Regions from separate parts of the Sus scrofa genome. Here region 1 is linked to region 2. Evidence: chromatin contacts called from public Hi-C data. All regions are on one chromosome and are shown on one strand. The core of a region is the stretch at or near the end of the contact, and the rest is flanking DNA. Distances in the headings are between cores, read along the strand shown. Region 1 overlaps PDE4B (phosphodiesterase 4B). Region 2 overlaps LOC102162079 (a long non-coding RNA gene).

Region 1 (5,405 bases), core at 260-2,759, 100 kb after region 2:
GTCAAAGGAAAGGACCAGTGTAGCTTAGGACTAGCCTCTGCACCAGAACGCTGTAGCTCTAGCACCAGATCCTGTGCTTGGTATCTAGCAGATATTCAGTAAATACGCAGAGAAAGTGCTTGCCCACGCAGCCTGCAGAGTATCTAGGAGTTCCCTCTGTGATGCAAGGGGATTGGCAGCATCTTGGGAACACCGGAACATAGGTGTAATCCCCCACCTGGCACAGTGGGTTAAGGAACCCGTGTTGCCCTAGCTGTGGCTTAGGTTAAAACCGCGGCACCGCTTGGATCTGATCCCTGGCCCGGGAACTCCATATGCCGCAGGGCACAAAAAAAAAAAAAAAAAAAAAAAAAAAGCAAACAAGTATCTAGAGGCTGATAGTACCTCTGTAGTATCTGTAGTACTGTGGAAAGTGCATCAGCTTTGCAGTAAGACTCATGCTTTTTTGACTTTGTCTTCTACCACTCACTGTGTGATATCCTGAACCTTGATTTCCTACTCAAAAAAGGATAGGAAGTTATCGCATAAAATTATAAAGAAATTAAAATGAGATAAAAGTATTTTGCCTGGCTGCTAGTTTTTAGTACACACAGGAGAATAATTTTAATGGTAATCAAAGTAACCTCCAAACGTGGTATGTGTTGTGGGGGAAGGAATAGGAAGGGAGATAGAAGAACTGCATATTCGACAAGGGGTTTAATAGTCAGGATCAGCCACCTAATTTGCAGGGGCCAAGTGCAAAATAAAATGCAGAGTCCCTTGTTCAAAAAGCAGAAAAAAGTGCTCTGAAAGGTAGTAAAATAGAAAGCTTTATCCTTTCTTCTCTCAAACTGTCATTGTGGTATTGTATTTTTTATTTTTTTTTAATTTTTTTGGGGGGATCAATTTATTTATTTATTTTTTAATTTATTTTTTAATTATTTCCCCCCAAATTTTTTTTTTTTGTATTTTAAAAATAAACCTGCTATTTTAAAATAGCTCTAGATTTACTGAAAAGTTGCAGCGATAACAGAGAGAGTTCCCATCTCCCCCACATCCAGGTCTCCCTGTTGTTAACACCTTATAATGGCACATTTGTCACAATTAATGAAGGACATGCAGAGGGATGCCAGGAGGAAAGTGCGGACCCTCATAGGACCCCAGAGGCCCTGCCTCCTAAGACTGAGGGCATATGCACAACTTACCAGCAGCTGCGGTGCCCCTACCTGCCAGTTTCGAAACTGATGTGCTGTCCCCTGGCCCCACACCCAGGGCAGGCTCTGGAAAAGTCAGAGATTTCCCTTCATAGGCTACCAATGGTCCAACCCACAGCAGAGAGGTGACAAAGAGTGCTGCCATCGCTGCACTGGGATGTGCTAGATACCTGGGTCAGGGGTGGACAGGAAGTGCACCTCCACCAAGACACGGCCTCTGTCTACCATGTAACATCCATGCCCCACCTGAGACGTTGCCAGGCACACACGCCTAACTCAGACGCTCTCTGCACCTGCACCCAGGCCCTGATGGGAGTGGATGGCAGCAGGGGTCACAGGCAGGCATAGGGAGAAGGATGCTGGATGAGCCCTGGGGTGCTAAGGATCAGGGAGACGGGTGGCTGAGGACATGACCAGGGGAGGCAGGCAGGTGACAGGAGATGGGAGAGTGCTTGAGCCAAGGCTCCAAGCCACGGGAGTATATGCTCCATTTTCCCATCAGACATACAAAACACAAGATCAAAGATAAAATCATTACGAGTTTCAAAACTGACTACGGCGCCCTTCTGAGTGAGGGGGCCCTGTGCAGCATCCGGACTCGCAGGCCCACAAAGCTGGTCCTATTGCTTTTCTTACAAAAAGAGGCTCCGAGAAGGGACAATGCTTAGCACCCCAGAAGCAAATCTCAAGAGGATAAGAGCCAGTAATGGGACTATGTATGGTCATGGGGTGGCTCTAGTTGTCAAGAATTTCCAGAAGGAAAAAGGAGCAGGGAGAACCTCCCCTCTGTTCTTCCCTTCTTTCCCTCTTTCACTTCAATAAGAGCAACAACGGAAGACTTCCTTCCTTCTGCCGGTCTGGTAAGTGTTGCGTTTGACCTTGAGAAACAGGAAGAGGAGCTGGGTGGATAATAAATATTAATCTGGTAATAATACACGGTATTCATATAGCTTCTTTCTCAAAGGAGCTCCAAGCACACTGCCATTAATCCTTGCAACATCTCCGTGCAATAAACACCCAAGAGGTATGATTATCTCTCATTCACCTTAAGGCAAAAGCTAAGTCTGAGGTTAAATTAATAGAACAAGATTCTGGGCAAAACCATATCTTGGTCAATGGAAGACAGGATTCACCTCAGGACTGAAAATGCAGGCATTCCTGAAACTGCTGCTTTTAAAGTGGCATCGAACCCTTAGGTCTTTTCTATTTAAAATTGTGTAACTGCTTTCCTAAATGTTGTCATTTCTTGACTCTCCTCTTCCCTTTTCTGATCCAGCTAACGCAGCCACTAGCACGATATTTACTGTGCAATATTTACTCAGAAAACCTGGCTTGGTTCTGGTCCCGCCTCTTGCTTCTGTGGGTAACCTCAGGCAAGTTACCTACATTTGCTGAGACTACACTTCTTTATCTTACAATGAACACAGGAAAAATGCTTACCCAGTTCTCCCAGGGGAGGTAGCATGGGAGAATACACACAAAACCAGAGCGCAAACTTTCAACACACATTCTGTCAATATCATATTTATTATTACAGATGGGATATGGGTGCCGTGTAGAAAATTAGAAAATTACAGAGAAGCAAAAACATCAAATGGATAAAAATATCACATTTTTACCAAGCAGAGATACCATTGGTAGTCCCCTTGTGCATATCCTTTCGTGTGTGTGTGTGTGTGTGTAATTAAAACAGATGACATGGTACAAACTGTGGAGTAACAATCTTTTTTTTTTTTTTTCAGTCAAGGATCTCCTCTCTTCTGCTTTGATACTTTTCCAGCTCAGCTAATACTTAGGCCATATTTCAAGAGTCCCCGTTTTTTCATGCACGTTCAATAGAACATGGGTGTCAGTAGAGGAGTGCTGGGCATGACAGACGCAGAGAGAGGTGACAGGAAAGGGCGATAAGAAACCTCAGCCTGGCCACAAAGGGCAAGCTGCTCAGAGCTAGAAAGCCTGGGAACGGATCTGAGCAGAGACGAAGTCAGTGGTCCAGCTGGTAACAGGCCTCAGGTGCCCTGAAAGTTGGCCCCACACTCTGCGTAGGAGAGCATCTTCTTATTCCTGCTCTCTGGGGGAGAAGGGGACAGAGGCCTTTACATACTTATATCATTTGACTCGGAAGCTCTCAGTATGAGGGTTTTTTATTTTATTTTATTTTACTTATTTATTTATTTTGCTTTTTAGGGCCGCACCCACGGCATATGAAAGTTCCCAGGCTAGGGGTCTAATCAGAGCTACCGCTTCCGTTTTATGCCACAGCTGCAGCAACGCAGGATCCGAGCTGCCTCTACGACCTACACCACAGCTCCCGGCAATGCCAGATCCTTAACCTACTGAGCGAGGGCAAGGATCGCACCTGCAACCTCATGGTTCCTGGTCGGATTCATTTCTGCTGCGCCACAATGGGAACTCCAAAGGGCTTCTTAATACAAGTGAGAAACCTGGGGCTCAGAGAGGTCCCAAATCCACATAATTAGCAAGTGAAAGCATCATGAGATACCTAAAATAAAAATATTTGCTATCAACTATACCTCAATGCAATTTTTCGTTGAGATAGGATTGAGACCTACAGAAAAAGCTGGGCATGTTTCATGTATTCAGCTGGATGAGGTTGAGGGTAAATACATAGCCGTGAGCCCATCACTGAAAATAATCACATAACCCTAAGCATCACTTCTAAATATTTTCTCCCTCCCTCTTTGTGTGTGTGTGTGTGTGTGTGTGTGTGTGTGTGTGTGCGTGTGCCTTAACAATTTTTTACATGTATTATACAGCCATGCTATATACACAGTGGGTCTAGGACTTATCCACCTTACGCATTTGAAACTTTTGACCAACACCTTCCCAATCCCCCTTCGCCCAGCTCCTGATACAAATACCACTCTACTCTCAGCTTCTATGAGTTTGAGTATTTTAGATTCCTGATACAAGGGATCATTCTAAATGCATTTTTTTTTTTTGTCTTTTTGCCATTTCTTGGGCCGCTCCCACGGCCTATGGAGGTTCCCAGGCTAGGGGTCCAATTGGAGCTGTAGCCACCGGCCTACACCACAGTCATAGCAATGCGGGATCCGAGCCGTGTCTGCAACCTACACCACAGCTCATGGCAATGCCAGATCCCTAACCCATTGAGCAAGGCCAGGGATCGAACCCGCAACCTCATGGTTCCTGGTCGGTTTCGTTAACCACTGAGCCACGACGGGAACTCCCTCTAAATGCACTTTTAACACAGCTCCGTAAGTATCAGAAACATATCTGTCAAGCTTCCCATTCATTCCACCCCAAGACAGTGCCCAGGAAGGAAGTATAAACAACCTTTGTTTACCTGCCTCACAGAATCAAACTGTCTTTTCATTCGAGAAGGTGGTTCTAGCTGCAAGGTTGTGCAGTGGTTAAATCCATCAGAATAATTGACACAGGCAGCAAGGGGATGAATCGCATGCATGTCAAGGTTGAGAAAAGGAAACCAGAGATTTAAAAGCACAGAAAAATATGATGTAATTTATATAAAGTTCAAAAGAGGCAAAAATGGGAGTTCTCTCTGTGGCCCAGTGGGTTAAGGATTGGTGTTGTCCCTGCGGGGGCTCTGGTTGCTGCTATGGTATGGGTTCAATCCCTGGCCCGGGAACTTCTACATGCTGCGGGTGTGGCCAAAGGAAAAAAAAAGAGGCAGAAGGAATGTCTGACTTTAGAAATCAAGATTGTGGAGTTCCCTTCGTGGCTCAGGGGTTAACGAATCCGACTAGCAGTGGGTTAAGGAGCCAGCGTTGCCATGAGCTGTGGTGTAGGTTGCAGACGTGGCTCGGATCTGGCATTGCTGTGACTCTGGCGTAGGCTGGAGGCTACAGCTCTGATTAGACCCCTAGCCTGGGAACCTTCATATGCCTCAGGTGTGGCCCTAAAAAGACAAAAACAAAAACAAAAACAAACCAAAAAACCCAATAAAGTCAAGACCATGGTTATCTTGGAGGGTTAAAGACAGGGAGAGGACTGGAGGTGAATTTCCATGGGGCTGGCAATGATCTTTTTCTTGGTCTGGGTATTGGTTACATAGGTGTGTTATGAAAATTCACTTAATTTCTACACCTGTGATTTGTGCACTTTTCTGTCTTTCTGATTTTCTGTGCACACTTTCCACATAGAGACCCCTCTAAAGAAAGCATACTTAAAAAACAGGAGCAGGATTTCTAAAAACATGCCTTGTATGTG
Region 2 (4,965 bases), core at 1,306-3,805:
CATTTGGATTTCATTCTTCAAATTTTAAGATGTGCTTTTTGCAAAATCCTGTAAAGATCATGGAAAGATAGGCTACAGCCTAACCAGAAGATGTTTGTAAATCAAATTATATATCTGATATAGACTAGATTTTATATATATATATATATACTCAAGTCACTTCACCAAAGAAGATACATCTACAGATAGAAATAGGGAAAACAGGGACTTGAAAAGATGCTCAACATCATTAACCATGAGGAAGATGTAAATTAAAGCTGGAGTGCAATACTACTACAAAGCTGTTCTTGTGGCTAAAGATAGAAAAGACGACAATGCCAAGTGTTGGCGAGGATATAGAGCTTTAACCAGTGTGGAACCTGGAGGAAGTTCCCTGAACACATTTCCCATCACCTGGCTTTGCCAACACTACCAGAGTATATCTAATTAGGGAAACAACATCTGAGATAAATGCAGTAGGATGAGACCTGAGCAGATGGTCATCTGCCTTCCACATCAGGAACATTGAACAATTAGGGACCTTAAGAGATTTGAGAGGAGTTTTACTGCACATTGAGGTGTGGTGGGTGCCACACACGGACTAGGATTTAGGGGATTCCTAGCGGAACCACACCTGAAAGCTCTTCATGAAAGAAGGTAGAAAGGGAGGCCTCCAAACTGGCATACACACCAGCAGGACACAACGGTCAGTCTCCACCATTCGAATCTCCATCATAAAGCGAAGTTTGATATTGCAACTTATCTGCTAAGAATGGGAGGGAAATTAAAGGCGGAGAAATATTGGAGGTTGTCCTTCCTATAAGGATGACCTAGAAGTGTGAGGAAAATGCCAGAAATACTTTCAAACAAGCAGACCAAAAAAAAAAAAAAAAAAAAAAATCAAGTATTTAGAAAATAGCATTGTTATTTCTGATCAATAACTTAGCACTATAAATTAACCAGGCAACAAGTAATGAGCATTCGACTTCAGTGGTTGTATTTTTAGCCAGAGAAGCACACATTCAGGATTCAAATCATGGAACTGAGAATCGCAAATTTTTATTTTTTTCTGAACACAGCTCTTTGTGCCCTGCTGCCCTTCCCCTTCCTCTTTGGTCAAAGCTGTGGGGTTTTCTCAAAGAGTCAACCATCTGGTGCTTTAATGTTCCATCTGCAAAGTAGAGACAAATATTATTGTTCTCAAGACGCAAAATAGGGGTCTAGTATATACTCCTTCAGTGAAGTAATAGACTGGTTTTTCAACACTTAAATGCTATCAGGGGTTATATTAGTTACCATCATCTTTGAGGGACTTAAAACCCTACAGAGGATGAAAACTACTTCCTGACTCTATAACTGTAAAAACAAACTTCCTCATTTCAGTAGAAATGACGCTATTAGCAACCAGTCAATACCATAAAACATGCATTTCCTAAGACTGATTCAGTTTTCAAATTTTCTCAGTGCTTTTTCTTTTATTTTCTTTTAAGGTGGAATGAAGCTCAGCAGCCTTCTAGCTGTTACTGCCCTTTCACATAGGAGCAAAGTAAAGCCTGGAATGACTGAATGACTTGACTAGCTTGACATAGCAGAGACCCTGGGCCTACTGATCTTTTTTCTATGCAAGAGCAGGTATGAGATGAATGGCTCGTCCCCAGTTAAATCCTAGGGGAAATATGTGTCTAATGCTCCATTCAACCTGCTCTTAGTACCAGGTTGCAGTGGTGAATCTGTTGTAAAAACTGATGGAAGGGATGGTATGAGCCATGGTGATAAAGTAACGTGGCTTCCCAGACTGGTTCAGTCCTCCATCACTCGAATCATCCTGAAGTGCCAACAAATCAACAGGGGGGCTATCCAAGAGAGAGGGTATGGAAGATTTTTTTATTCCTGAAGGCCAGACATCAATGCCCAAACATAGGATGTCTTCAACTTCCAAGGAAATTGTAGGATGAGAGCAGTGGGAATGGGGAGTTGGGATGCAGGGGTGAGTTGAAAGGCTTTCCTGTGAATCTCTACCTATTGGCAGATACATCCCCGCCAAGCCAATCCTGGTGAGACCTGGACTGAGGAAGGGGAAAGTTGCTGAAAGGTAAGATGGATCACAGTTCGGTGGAACAAAAAAGCTATTTCCAGAATATGGAACTTTATTTTTTTAATTAAAAAAAATTTTTTTTGTCTTTTTGCCATTTCTTGGGCCGCTCCCGCAGCATATGGAGGTTCCCAGGCTAGGGGTCCAATCGGAGCTGTAGCCACCGGCCTACACCACAGCCACAGCAACGCGGGATCCTTAACCCACTGAACAAGGCCAGGGATCGAATCCGCAACCTCATGGTTCCTAGTCGGGTTCGTTAGCCACTGAGCCATGATGGGAACTCCCCAGAATATGGAACTTTAAAACAAATAAAAGGAGAGAAGAAGATGTTTATCTGGGGACTCTAGGTAATATTCATAGAAGTTACACATCTGATGCTTTGAAATGTGTACTATCTCAAACAGATGTCCATAGCTGGATTTCCACTGAATATACAGGAAGCCCTGCCTCCTGTTTTATCTGCCTGCTGGGTCTGTGATTATAAAGGCAGTTAGGAGATTAGAGCTGGCCATGCCTAGCCACACCCGCTATTGCCAGTCATAATCTCCTCTGAACAACAAGAACAAGTATACGTCAGAATCCTAGACCTTCAGAGTGAGAGGGACCCCTGAAGAGAGTTTCTATCCTTGACACTACTGATTTTGCATGTGCAGTAATTCTTTTTACGAGGGGCTGTCCTGTGCATTGTGGGGTGGTTAGCAGCATCCCCGGCTCTACCCACTAGAGGTCAGTAAAGAGCTCCCCTGTGATGACAACCAAAAAAAACTCTCCAGGTGTCAGAAGTCCCTGGGGTGTGTGTGAAATCACCTTTGACTGAAAACCACGGCCCTAGAACACTGCACCCACCCCCTCTCACACCTTCTACATGTAAAAAATGAAAACACTTATATAGGACAGGAGTAAAATGGAGGGGTTTGGGAATAGCTCTGTAAAGCTCAGTGAAACTGTTACACTTTATATGCTTCTAGGAAAAATAAAACATAAAATATTAAATATTTAAATTTATATAAAATTCTAAATAAAATCTTTTTTTTTTTTTTTTTTGCTTTTCAGTGCTGTGCACGCGACATGTGGCAGTTCCCAGGCTAGGGGTAGAATCAGAGTCACAACTGCCAGCCTATACCACAGCCACAGCAATGCCAGATACTTAATCCACTGAGTGAGGCCAGGGATCAAACCCATATCCTCATAGATACTAGTCGGGTTTATTACCGCTGAGCCACAATGGGAAATCCCATTTCAAAGTTTCATTTTTTATTGGTCTTTTTCTCCTTTTAGGGCTGCACCCGCCGCATATGGAGGTTCCCAGGCTAGGGGTTCAATCAGAGCTGTAGCCGTTGCCCTACACCACAGCCACAGCAACTCGGGATCCGAGCCAGGTCTGCGACCTACACCACAGCTCACGGCAATGCCGGATCCTCAACCCACTGAGCGAGGCCAGGGATCAAACCCCATCCTCATGGATGCTAACTGGGTTCACTAACTGCTGAGCCGTGACGGGAACTCCCCATTTCAAAATTTTAAATGAGAAATTTGAACTTACTTCCACTGACGTATCTTTTTACTGACAGATATTCTGCTTGAAATGGCTTTATGCAACACTGATCAAGATATTTGAATGATTGCTTCAAATTCTTAGCAGTCTCTATCAACAAGTAACTTTATTCACACAAGCAGGTGATAAAAATATTTTAAATCATTGTTTATAGCCATTTGAAAATCTATTCCTTTTGAAATGAAAGAACCTAGTTGTGTATCCTTTTCTTACACTGACAACTCAGTTTAATTAATTAATTAATTAATTATTTGTCTTTTTAGGGTCGCATGCACGGCATATGGAGGTTCCCAGCCTACGGGTCCAACTGGAGCTACAGCCGCCAGCCTATACCACAGTTACAGCAACGCGGGATCTGAGCCGAGAAAGTGACCTACAGCACAGCCCACAGCAACACCGGATCCTTAACCCACTGAGTGAGGCCAGGGATCGAACCCCAAACCTCATGGTTCTTAGTCGGATTTGTTTCTGAGGTACCATGATGGGAATTCCTAGAGTTTAAAATTTTTATCATAAAATATTTCACATTTGAATTTTTACCTATCTTATGTTTCAAAATAATCATGAGGATTGAATTTCTACATTTCATATGCACTGTCAGAGTGGCAGTCCTGCAGCCAGCATGGGATTCTTGTCCATCAGCTGCAGATGAGCAAGAGACTCTGATATATGTAAAGACAGAAATCCTGGGCTACCATTTGTCGCTGGGCAGACCAGAAAGCCCCACCTGATTTCTGTACCCATCCATCCCCAACTGGCTGCATCTTGGCCTAAGCGCCAAGCTCTGGGCACCTGGCAACGAACTCCCTACTGGTCCTCAGACTCTGCCTAGGATTGTTAGTGCAGTGTTCTGCAGCCTGTGGATGCCCAGGATGTAGAGAACCTTCTTGGCTGCCCTCAGGGCATCACGGTGAAGCAATGCATGGGGAGATGGCACCTTATCCGAGGTCTTCTCTGGGAACTCCGAGGGTGCCCTTGGACTCCGCACTGCTAAGACCACTTCCCAGGGAGTGGTGATGAGACTCCTCTTGGTTAGAGGCACCTGGCCCCAGAGCCTCAGCCACTCTGCGTCCCACAGGGCGCTCTGAGAGTTGAATGATTCAGTCATTCAGAGCACACAGGAATCCATCTGTGGCACCACTGTAATATGGCACCTAGCTTGTGAAGCCCTGCCTTAGAGAATTTCACCTGCTCTGGGTGAGTATACCCCATGGCCCAGAGAAGGGTGCGATTCAAGCGACTCAACTCAGGTCACATGCTGGGGCCAGACTTCTTACTCCTGGTACTGTAATCACATAGATACTTCATTTCTTCTCTCTCTTTTTTTCCTTCTCCT

Evidence for each region. A called contact is a pair of places that touch in the nucleus more often than the background predicts.
Region 1: a Hi-C map of omental adipose tissue shows a contact between it and region 2, with 1.6 times the contacts expected there. The contact joins two enhancer-like sites. A contact is called at or near these places in 15 of 47 Hi-C or Micro-C datasets (alveolar macrophages, blood, embryonic fibroblasts and 8 more) and 2 of 2 datasets of contacts at active chromatin or transcription factors (alveolar macrophages and skeletal muscle).

What each region holds. Positions count from the first base shown.
Region 1 is chr6:146,214,177-146,219,581 of Sscrofa11.1, forward strand. The region is part of intron 8 of PDE4B (phosphodiesterase 4B); the gene reads right to left. Among named protein-coding and RNA genes, the nearest start is that of SGIP1, 170 kb to the left of the region's middle. Within about 2 kb of position 1,510, at least 8 of the 83 cell types and tissues checked have an H3K27ac peak or open chromatin away from gene starts, as enhancers often do. A contact at or near this core is called in alveolar macrophages, omental adipose tissue and retroperitoneal adipose tissue, where this site is marked.
Region 2 is chr6:146,113,281-146,118,245 of Sscrofa11.1, forward strand. LOC102162079 (a long non-coding RNA gene) reads left to right here. Exons shown (of 8, transcript XR_298679.3): 4 at 1,470-1,611; 5 at 2,009-2,071. Among named protein-coding and RNA genes, the nearest start is that of SGIP1, 64 kb to the left of the region's middle. Within about 2 kb of position 2,556, at least 27 of the 83 cell types and tissues checked have an H3K27ac peak or open chromatin away from gene starts, as enhancers often do. A contact at or near this core is called in alveolar macrophages, omental adipose tissue and retroperitoneal adipose tissue, where this site is marked.